Linked DNA regions of Capra hircus: region 2 is linked to region 1. Evidence: chromatin contacts called from public Hi-C data. All regions are on one chromosome and are shown on one strand. Each heading gives the region's core, a stretch centred on a gene start, on an enhancer-like site or on the middle of the called end of the contact. The rest is flanking DNA. Distances are from core to core; before and after follow the strand shown. Region 1 holds the start of PPP1R1B (protein phosphatase 1 regulatory subunit 1B). Region 2 overlaps GRB7 (growth factor receptor-bound protein 7).

Evidence for each region. Hi-C and Micro-C count contacts between places; a contact is called where the count stands out from the background.
Region 2: a Hi-C map of blood shows a contact between it and region 1, with 2.4 times the contacts expected there. The contact joins the enhancer-like site here to the promoter of PPP1R1B in region 1. A contact is called at or near these places in 2 of 5 Hi-C or Micro-C datasets (both in blood).

The regions. Positions count from the first base shown.
Region 1 is chr19:39,644,305-39,649,571 of ARS1.2, reverse strand. It overlaps PPP1R1B (protein phosphatase 1 regulatory subunit 1B), which reads right to left and starts at 1,505. Exons shown (of 7, transcript XM_018065005.1): 1 at 975-1,505. The coding sequence starts at 1,055.
Region 2 is chr19:39,745,927-39,750,658 of ARS1.2, reverse strand. It overlaps GRB7 (growth factor receptor-bound protein 7), which reads right to left. Exons shown (of 15, transcript XM_013972231.2): 2 at 1,277-2,942; 3 at 1,020-1,170; 4 at 682-838; 5 at 466-587; 6 at 297-374; 7 at 1-35. The coding sequence starts at 1,428. Among named protein-coding and RNA genes, the nearest start is that of GRB7, 3.6 kb to the right of the region's middle. Within about 2 kb of position 2,153, at least 2 of the 5 cell types and tissues checked have an H3K27ac peak or open chromatin away from gene starts, as enhancers often do.

The DNA.
Region 1 (5,267 bases), core at 256-2,755:
GGGGGGGGGGGGTCACTGAGTACTCCCAGTAACTCCCCCACCCTTCCCCCTAGCTTGGCAATCAGATCAACAGTCAGTTAATTAGGTCCTCTTTGAGCTCCAGGGAAATGCACAAAGAGAACCAGGTGAATTAAACTGAAACTGCCACCTCCCCCTGCCAATCTCCCAACACTGCCCTCCAGATCAAAAGCTGCTTGGGCTGGGGATCAAACCGGTCGCCCAGGCCCACCCCCCTTCCACTCGGTCTCTCTGCAACATGACATGCCCCCCCCCCCCATCCACTGCTCTGTTGGGTGCCAGCTGCTTCTCAACAACAGCAACAAGTGAATGGCTTAGTGGAGGAGGGGAGGCGCCCGCAAAAAACTCATGTCTCTTTCCCCATCACGCCCCACATCTCATGCCCACCTTTGGAGGCCTCTGGTACCCAGTGCCCAGGCAGGCTGTCCAGAGGACTCAGATGTCTGTGTGAGGACTTCTGGCTTCTGGGATGACTGGTCATCATTTCCCTCTCCACCCGCACCCCCCGCCCCGCCCATGTTGTGGCTTTATCTAGAGGTCAGGACAAAGCTCGGGTGATCCCAGCCCAGGTGTGCAGGGTGGGACTAGAGAGATGGCCAGAGCGCGCGGCAGGCGGGCGCAGGCCCGCTCTGTGTAACGGGTCAGGGGGCCATGTTTGTCACACCAGTGGTCCCCGGGGGACCCCAGGGAAGGAGGACACTGCAGGGTCCAGAGGACATTCCTCCCCCTCCGGGGCCGCCCGGGATTCCCCAGCCCCGGGATCAGGTGCGAGGCCCCGGGAAAAAGTTACAGGAGTCTCCGGCGAACTCCACGCGCTGCCCCGCGCTCCCGCGGCGTCAGAGGCGGGCCGGGCGCCCGCGTCTCCCAGGCCAGTTCCGATCCCGGAGCGCAGAGGAGTCGGGGAGTGGGGGTTAGGGTAGGGGGGCGCTGCCAGGGGTGGGGCGCAGCCCCCTTACCATCTCCACCTGGCGGGGGTCGAGCTGGCTGGGGGGCGCGGGCACTGAGAACTGGATCTTCTTGCGGTCTTTGGGGTCCATGGCGGGCGGGGCGCGCGTCGTGGGGTCTCGGGCTGCGATCCCGGCTCCGCTCCCCGGCGCTGCTCCGGGCGCCGCGGCGGCAGCGGGTTGAGTGTGGCAGAGAGGAGCTGGAGGGCTGTTCACGCACAGATAAAGATACGGCGCCGGCGAGGGGAGGGCGCGCGGGGGTGGGGGGCGGCCGCCGGCTCGCGGCTCTGGGGCTCCTGGGAGCCTCGGTCCCCTGGCGCCCGCGCCTCGGGCTCGCGGGGCTGGTCTCTGCCCCTCCTTCCCTCGCTCTCTCTGTGCCTCTCCAGCCTTCCTCTATCTCCCTTGCTCCCTCTCCGCGAGTCTCCCTCTGTCTCTGCCTCGCTCCGTCTCTCCGGGTCTCGCCCTCCGGCCCCAGCCTTGGGGTCCCCAGCCCGTCCCCTCGGCCTGGGACTGGCGCCCGGGCGCGTGGTGGGAGGGCTCAGGAGACAGTGGCCAATGAGCGCCGACGAGCGTGCTCTCGGCCGGGAGGAGGGCGGGGAGTGCGAGCCAGGACCGCGGGAGCGGCCTGGGGGCCCCCTGCCGACTCCCCAGAACTTGAAGCTGCATTATTGATGGAGTCCAGCAGGGAGGATAATGGGGGGAGGCCGAGGGGAGACGGGCCGCGGGGCCCTGGGACTCTGACTTTAACCCCTTCCTGGCCTGGGTGCTTGGAGTTTCATGGGGAGGCTGTGAGGTCGTGGAGAGAATAGCACCAGCGTGTCACGCTGTGAAGGGGGTGTCCTAAAAAGCGAGTGAGCGTGAAGGAGCGGGGTGTGCGTGGGAGGACACATGTCAGTCATCATGGCAGGGAGTGTGTGAAAGTGAGTGCCAGGGGCCCTGTGGTGCCTAAAGCTGGGGAGTGTGTGTGTGTGGGGGGGGGGTCCGTGTGGTGAGAGTCTGTGTGAGTAAGTGTGTCAGAGTGTCAAGGATGCAGGTGTGAGTGGCAGGGTGTGGGAAGACCGTGTGTGCACGGGGGAGGGGGCAGAGTGGGGGAGGATGTCAGAGGCTGTCAAGGTGATGGGCAGGCTGTGCCAGCTTGCAAGGGGGGTGGGAGTACCCTCTGCACAGGTCCAGCGTGAAGAGTAGAGGGGGGTAAGGTTGTGATCCTGGGAGGGCTCTCGTGGGGGCAGGGGAATGTGTCCATGCTGTGAGGTACCCTGGATCCACGTGTCTCCTGCCTGTTCTCCCCAGATATGATGTGGGGGAGACAGAGCCAGCTCAGGGGGATAGAGTTGGGGGAGTTGGGGTGTACACGTGCCATCACGTGTGAGTTTGGTGCAGGAATAAAGCAAGGGGGGAGGTGTGTGTGTGCTCATTTCGGAGGTGTGAGCCTCTCTCTCTGCAGAGGTGTTTGCATGTGCTCTGAAGGGGGGAAAGGGGAGGAGATGGCCCTGTCGTTTGGAGTGTCCCTGTTTATCGTCTGGTGCTGGATGCCTTTGCAGGAACCAGTGTTTCCGTCTTCTTTGGGCCTGGGGGCGAGGGTCTGAATGCCGCTCTGAGCGGGTGTGTGTGTGTAGACTTGTACATGTGTGTCTTCCTGGGACTCTGTTTGCCTTGGCTCTCTCCTCTCCTGGTCATGCTTAGGCCTGGAACAGTCAGGAGCCCCTCTCCCCCAGCCAGCAACTTTTCCACTCCCAGGCCAAGCATGCTGGGCCCTTGGCAGAGCGAGAAGGAAGCAAAAGGCCAGTGGAGTCTTGTGAAAGTGGGGTCAGGGGCACGGCGCAACACCCCAGAGTCAGCGCCTACCCTGGGGATGAGGCGAGGGAACGGGAGCACAGAGCTTTGCCCATGGGTGCTGGGAGGCCTGGCCGCGGGGCGCACTGCTCCCCCACCCTCAGGCCTGGCCCAAGTCCTGCTGTGTTTGTCGACTTCTATGCTTGTGGGGAAACAGCCAGATGCCAGGTCCCTGGCCCTGGGGTGTTGCCTCCCTGGCAGTCCCTGGCTTGGCCCAGACCCCTCTGTCAGAGGGTTGTGGTGGGAGGTAGTAAACACCAATTTGGCAGTGCCCTGGGAGGCAAATGAGGAGATCACGAGGGTCAGAAGGGGCACAGGAAAGGCACGGCCCAGGCAGTAACCTGTGTGGCCACTAGGCCGAGAGAAGGCTGAGAGGTCTGTGGTTTCCAGTGCTAGGCAGGTAGGAAGGTCCAGTGTTGGGTGAAGGGGACAGAAGACAGCTGGACAGTTAATGAGGGGACAAGGAGAGGGAGTCATCACTCCCAGGGGAACCTCAGGGCCCATTGGAGCTGAGAGGGCCTTTGGGACCACGGTTGACGAGGCTCCTTTGGCCAGGGAGGGCCTGTTGACAGAGGTTCTGCCGAAAGGATTGGAGTTCTGGGTGGCCCTGAATCAGGAAAAGTTCCCTAGACCCAGGCTGGGGCAGCTGGAAGGGAGACTCTCCTCTCCTGGGTAACCCTGAAAGAGGGGGTCTTTGCTGTTTCTTCCAACCTTTACCCAGGCACCTACAGCTCTGGCTGCTAAACCCTGGGGTCAAGCGGGATGGGGGAACTTGGCTCACAGGGGTACAGGCCCAAGGAACAGACAGGAAGGAGAAGGAAGGAAGGCAGAGACAGGAGGTGAGAGCGAGAGAGGACGGGGAGGTAGGAAGTGTGGAAAAGAAAGAGCGAGAAAACGCATGTGAGAGATGGAGAGACAAAGGGAGAGAGAGGAAGCCTCACGACAGAGAGAGGCAGGAGACAGAGATGGAGAGAGTAAAAATAGCTCCGCATTAAGATAATTGCAGCTCACAGCTCTGCCCTCCGTTAGGAATTAAATGAGGTTTTATTACTTTGATTTTTCTCTCCTGGATCCTACGCGACTTCTCAAGAACTTGGGGAAAAGTTTTTCAGGTGGGCGGCCAGGTGGCTGGGGCTGCGTGGGTGACAGAGGAGGAAGGGACAGGGACTTCTGGGGGCTGGGGGAAGTGTGGGCAGGGGCAAGGAGTGGGGAGGGTGTTGCGAGGATGGGGGAGTCCAGCTGGGGCTGGGAGAGGTGGCCAGGGTCAGGCATATCCCAGAGCAGCTGAGAAGCTAGGGGCCAGGGTGACCTCCATTCTCTCTTAGAATTAATCATATGCAAATGAGATGTAAAAATAACGTGCCACTCCTTGGTTATTATTCTTGAGTTAGAAGCACAGGCAGTTGGGTCCAAGGAACAAATTCAAGACCTTGTTTGACTTAACTCCAATTAAACAATGGGTCTTTCTGCTTGGACTAACCAAAAAAGTTTGTCATAGGGTGTCTGTTAATGTACAGAGCAGGTCTGATCACACTATTTTGAGCACACCATTTCTCTCACATCATTGCCTGTTGCCTGCCACAGCGCCTGGCATACAGAAGGCACTACATTCACCTTCTCTGGAAGCCTGAAGCCTTTGCTGTCTTCGGGGGAGGTAGGGAGAGTGGCCAATCATGAATATTCCCTCCCTTCTCCCAGGCAAGATACAGTCTCGTGGACAGAACATTAACTGCGGAATTGGACAGACCTGGGTACTGTGTGATTTTAGACAATAAATGTCTTAGCCTCACTGTGCCTGTTTCCTCCTGCCCCCAAACCCACCTCACATGGTACCTGTGACGATTCAAAAATATAAAATTAATAAAGTCCCCAGCCCAATGCTGGGCTCCTGGTCGGTATTCAGTAAAGGTTCCAGCTTCTCTAGAGGGTTTCTCTGATGGCTCAGATGGTAGAGAGTCTGCCTGCAACGCAGGAGACCCGGGTTCAATCCCTGGGTCAGGAAGATCCCCTGCAGAAGGGAATGGCTACCCACTCCAGTATTCTTGCCTGGAGAATCCCCATGGACAGAGCAGCCTGGCCGGGTACAGTCCGTGGGGTCGCAAAGAGTAGGACACGATTGAGCGACTAACACTTTCTCAAGAGCGCTATGGATGCAGTTCCGGAAATGGCCAGCAGGTGGCAGGGTTGACCAGGGTTTGGGCTGCCGAGCTGTTGGCATTGTGGGTCGGTGGCTGGACATCACACTCCTGACCTTGGCACAACGGAATTGAGTTTAGCTGGCTGGGTTGACATGTGGCAGCTGGAAAGGAGGTCCCCCGAAGTCCTGGGAAGCAATCTTAGAGAAGCCAGGGAGCGTTAGCAGGGCACACTGGGGCATCTTTCCTTGCCACTGCTGGTGGTGAGGAGGGGGGCAATGGGGAGGGGGAAGAGGATGTTGGGGACTCCAAGACCCGCCTCTGAGAAAACCCCTGG
Region 2 (4,732 bases), core at 904-3,403, 100 kb before region 1:
TGGATCTCTGGGAAGCTGCCTGCATTCAGGAAGTTCTGAGGATAGGAGAGCAGGGTGAGGCCTCGAGGTGGCCACACACACACACACACACACACACACACACACACACAGAGGCCTTCCTAGCACCTGCCTCGGTGGCAGGGGTTTACATTTACTGTCATTTAACAGAGGAAGAAACTGATGCTTAGGGCGGTGCTGGGCTTTCCACCCCATAGAGGGATGGCACGAGCTTCAGGGCCAAGAAGCCCTGGGCGATCCTGGGGAGTCAAGGCCATGAAATGGGAGTGGGCCCTCACCTGGATGACGTCCTCATGGGACATGCCCGTGTGTGCATCCAGACAGCTAGAGACCATCTTTTCTGGGAATAGGGAGTGCTGGGGGCAAAAGGAGCCAGGAGTCAGGGACTGAGGATCCGGGTGGGGGGTGGGGTGTCCGGGCCCAGACCCCCCTGTTACGCACACTCACTGGAGTGCTCTTGAACAGCTCGTATTTGGCAAAGTTCTTCCGGAAGACGATGCGGCTGTCTCCACCAATGGGCCAGGCAGCCTGCACTTCTGCCACTGACTCATGATCCTCCAAGGCCCGCTCTGGGGTCAAGGGCAAAAAGCAGGGGTCAGGGCAGGCCAGTCAGGTGTGAAGCACTGCCTCCCAGGCTAGGCAGTCCCCTGCGCCCCAACTTACCCAGTGCTAGGTAGGGGTGGCACTCCACCAGCCCCCAGTTCTCGTCACTCAGGGAGTGAGATCGCTGCACCAGCATCTCGCACACATAGCGAGCCGTGGCCCCTGCCGCCACCTCCACCGAGCGGCAGGTCCCATCTTCACTGTACACCTTTATGACCTGCACCCCAGGAATGGCCGGTGAGGCGGGCAAGGGCAAAGGGTGGTTCTCTCCCATCCCCCTCTGCTCTACCCTCTGGGATCCTTGACCAAGTCCCCTCCACCCAGCCAAGGCGACACTGTATCTGCCCCATCCCCCAGCACCCCATGCTCCCTGCCTTCTCTTTCCCAGGGAAACTCACATGGGGGCAGCTCGTGTCTCGAGGGAGCAGCCCCCTTGCACTGGAGGACCCCCCAAGAATGGGGCTCTGTGAAGGACTGCAGAGCTCGGGGAAGGGGTTGGGGATGGAGGGCAGAGAGGTTGACTGTAGCTCCTCCTCTCGAAGAAGTTTCCTGGGGCGGGAGATGGAGGTGAGGAGTTGCTAGTAAGCTTCTGTGCATTACCCTAGTGCTGACCGCTCCCCCCAGCCTCCCTCCGTCAGCCGACACCCCACTTTACCTGCTGGTTGGAATGGGCAGAGGCTGGGACCTCTTCACCTCCCCAGACAGAGGAGCATTGAGAGGTGGAGGAGTCCCAGGAGGGGTCCCAGAGGCCAGGTACAGGTCTTCTGGGGAGCTGCTGAGATGAAGTGGAGACAGACCCAGCTCCATGACCTCTGAGGGAGAAGAGGAACAGCTGCTCTTGTGCCCTTGTCCTGGGGAGAGGGGCCAAGGGGACCCAGACCTCCTTCACCCTTCTGTCGGGTGCCCCTCAGAGTTTATCCGGCCCCTCCTCGATCCCCCACTAACTGGAGTTCCCTGGAGCCTCTGGGGAAGGGCAGCGTTGAGTCCCTGTTACAAAAAGGGACTCTGAGCCCTGAAAAAGAAGCACTCCTGCCTCATCACAGGTGAGACAGGGAGCAGAGCTCAGCGTTTGGACTCCCAGTCCAGTGCTCTTCCTTACCCCAGGTTGCCCAGGGGAAGAGCGGTGAGGGTCCCTCACCACAGGCCAGGCAGCAGCGAGGGACTCCCTGACCCCCACACAGCCGGGCTCAGTGTCACCCTTGCACTTCCCAGCGTGGGGCACTCACTCCTCTGGGCTCTGCCCCAGGTTTTCCCAGCGCTTTGTTGCCAGAGCCTGTTGTGGCAACGCCTGCTCAAGCGCTGAGTGATGCACAGAAGGAGAGAAGGAGGTGGGGAAGGACAGGAACCAGGAGGACAGGAGGCGAGCTCAGCTGCAGTGGGAAGGAGAAGGCGAGTCTGGGGCCTGCACCCCAGCGGCCCCCAAACCTTGTGTGCCTTCGTTAGACCCCTCCCCCTCCCCAACTTTCTTGAGGCCTCAACGCCAGAGCCACCTCCTCTGAGAAGCCTTCCTGGATTTTCCACATTCAGACTGAAGGGCTCCCTCTGGGCCCTGTGCTGGGGCCTCCGCACCTGTCTTATTCACCCACTGGTCTGAAGATGCCCAGCCATCCCAGGCAAGGCCAGGGTCTTACCCATGTTTTATTGCCCACAGGCACTACACGGCATCCAGGACAAGGATAGAAGAGATGGGGCAAGGATGGCCACCAGCAGGTGGAGGCATCGCAAGCCCCTCCTTCTCAGGAACCAAGACCCTTTAGGCTGGGCTGAGATCTGGGAGGACCTGGGACCAGCAGTTCTGTCCCCTGCCTGTGCTCCAGATACTGGGCCAGCGCTGTTAGCTTGCCTAAGGCACCCAAGATCTGCCCCCCTTCCCCGCACCTGGGATGAGGCAGGTCCCCAACCTTTAAGTGAGGACAAGAGGAGATTTGGGGGACAGGTGAGTCAGGGTGGGGCGGGACACACTGCCTGGAGCTCTCCATTCACCCTTGACTCATCTCCACTACTTCCTGGCTTAGGAGAAACACAAACAACCCTGCCTCTACCCATCCCCTCCACTCCCCCCCCCCCCCCACAAGAACAGGATTGGGGAGGAGGAAGATGTGGGTGGTGGGGGGGAGGCTGAGGCTCCTCTGACATCATCTCCTCCTCCCCACCTTTGGCCTACCTCCAGTCCAGGTCCAGGTGCAACCTGCAAAGGGCCCCAGGTAGCCACCACCCAGCCCAGGAGCCCCCTCACCCAGGCAGGAGAGAAGAAAAGCCTGGCCGGGATTCAGAAGCCCATCTGGAGTGGAGCTGACCTCACAGGGGTGCCCCTGGGGTACCTAAAGTAACCCAAAGAAACATGCAGTGCTCCTTCTCCTGTCCAGAGCCCCCCAGACTTGCATTCTGCTGCTGCTGCCCACCCTTAGCATCCAGGACTCGGCTGGCCTGGGAGGGTCTCATCCTCATCATCCCTGGGAAATGAGGGTCCTTTTAATTCATATACTCTCCTGGGCGTTCTGATCAAAGGCATACTCAGCAGCAGGAGTGGAAAGTCAAGATACACAGGAAGACAGACACAGACAGGCAGACAGGGGAAGGCCAGGAGGGAGAGCCAGCGACGAGGCTGGGGGTCCTGCCAGGAAGGGAAAGATCCACCCACCATGGAACACCAAGAGACACCAGCACGTCAACACCAAAACACAAGGCCCCCACTCCCACCCCCGTCTAACCTCTGGCAAACAGCCCTGCTCACTTCATCCCAGGGGGGACTAGGGGAAGGGCTGCAGGAACCACCCGCTCCAGGAAGCCAGAGACCAACAGTGGCGTGGTCTGAGACCAGGAGGCCTGGATCCTCTCCCATCCCAGAGGGAAGGGGAATCTGGGCAGCGTTTGGAAGGGGAGAGGGTAGATTTGAATCAGACTAGAGTCTGGCCTCTGTGGGGGGCGGGAAGGCTGACTCTGGATGGGTTTAGCCTTCAGATCCCATCACCTAGCTCTCCAGACCCCTCTAAGGCAGGACAGGACTGGGGAGTCAGGACCGAAGAGAGGAGAGGTGAGAGAAACCGATCCTAGCTGTCTCCCCTGGGCAGCCCCCTCCACCACCCCCAAGAGACCTGAAACTTTCCAACTGGGGCCCTGGGAAGGTTATATTGAAGAAATCGACCCCCACATCAATCTGTCCCCTTAGTACTGCGACTCCCTTCTGCGACTTCCCCGCCCCCGTGGCTTGGGCCCCACCCTCCTTCCAGCCCTCCCGCCTCCAGCCTCCTTGTTTACTTCCTGAATCTTGCCCCACCTGGCTGGCCCCGAGGGCGGGTGGCAGGGCTCGGGGTAGAAGGCCGGGCCGGTAGAAAACAAGGCCACCTTCGGTACCGGGTGGGGTGGGGTGGGGAGGGGCTGGAGCTGGGGCCTGGAGGTGGCGGGAAGGCCCCCGCCAGGCCCAGGAACCCCACGCCCCGCCCGCATCGGGATTTAGTTAGGAGGAAGGCTTTACCTGTGGGGGAGCGCTTAGGGTGAGGGCTCAGGTGAGGAGGCGGGAAACCCCTAGCTGACCTGGAGCTGGGGGAGGGCCCCCGGACCCTGCGGCCCTGCCCTCTCCCTCACTAGGGGAAAAACATCCAATGGGAATGAGGGGGGCAGCTCTTTTAAAGTTTAATTCGGGAAGAATGCTAGAGTGTCTGTGGAGTTAATCATTACAGGCTGCTTGCCTTCACGGGGGCCCCCCCAGCAGGATAGCGGGGGGTGGAGAGGGGAGAGCAGAGTCCAGGACAGGCGGACCAAGAGGGGGCATTCTCGAGGCGCAGTGGGGTTGGAAGGCCTGGCAAGGGCAGGCAGGAGTATTCTCCATCCCCAGCATGCCAGGGAGACCCCGACTGGGATGAGTCTTCCCCAAGACTGTTCAGACGGACAAGGCAATCTGCCCCCCTCCCCCATCCGCACAGCGCACCCACTCTCCCCAGGCCCTACTGCGCTGCAGACCCCCAGCATCTATCCCTTCAGCCTACCTAGACCACTTCTTTCTGAAGCCAGAAGGGACCCCCCTCCCCGGGGCCTGTCCCACCCCCTACCTTCCCACCGGAGGGCTGTGCTGAGTCGCTCAGTTCAGTTCAGTTGCTCAGTCGTGACCGAC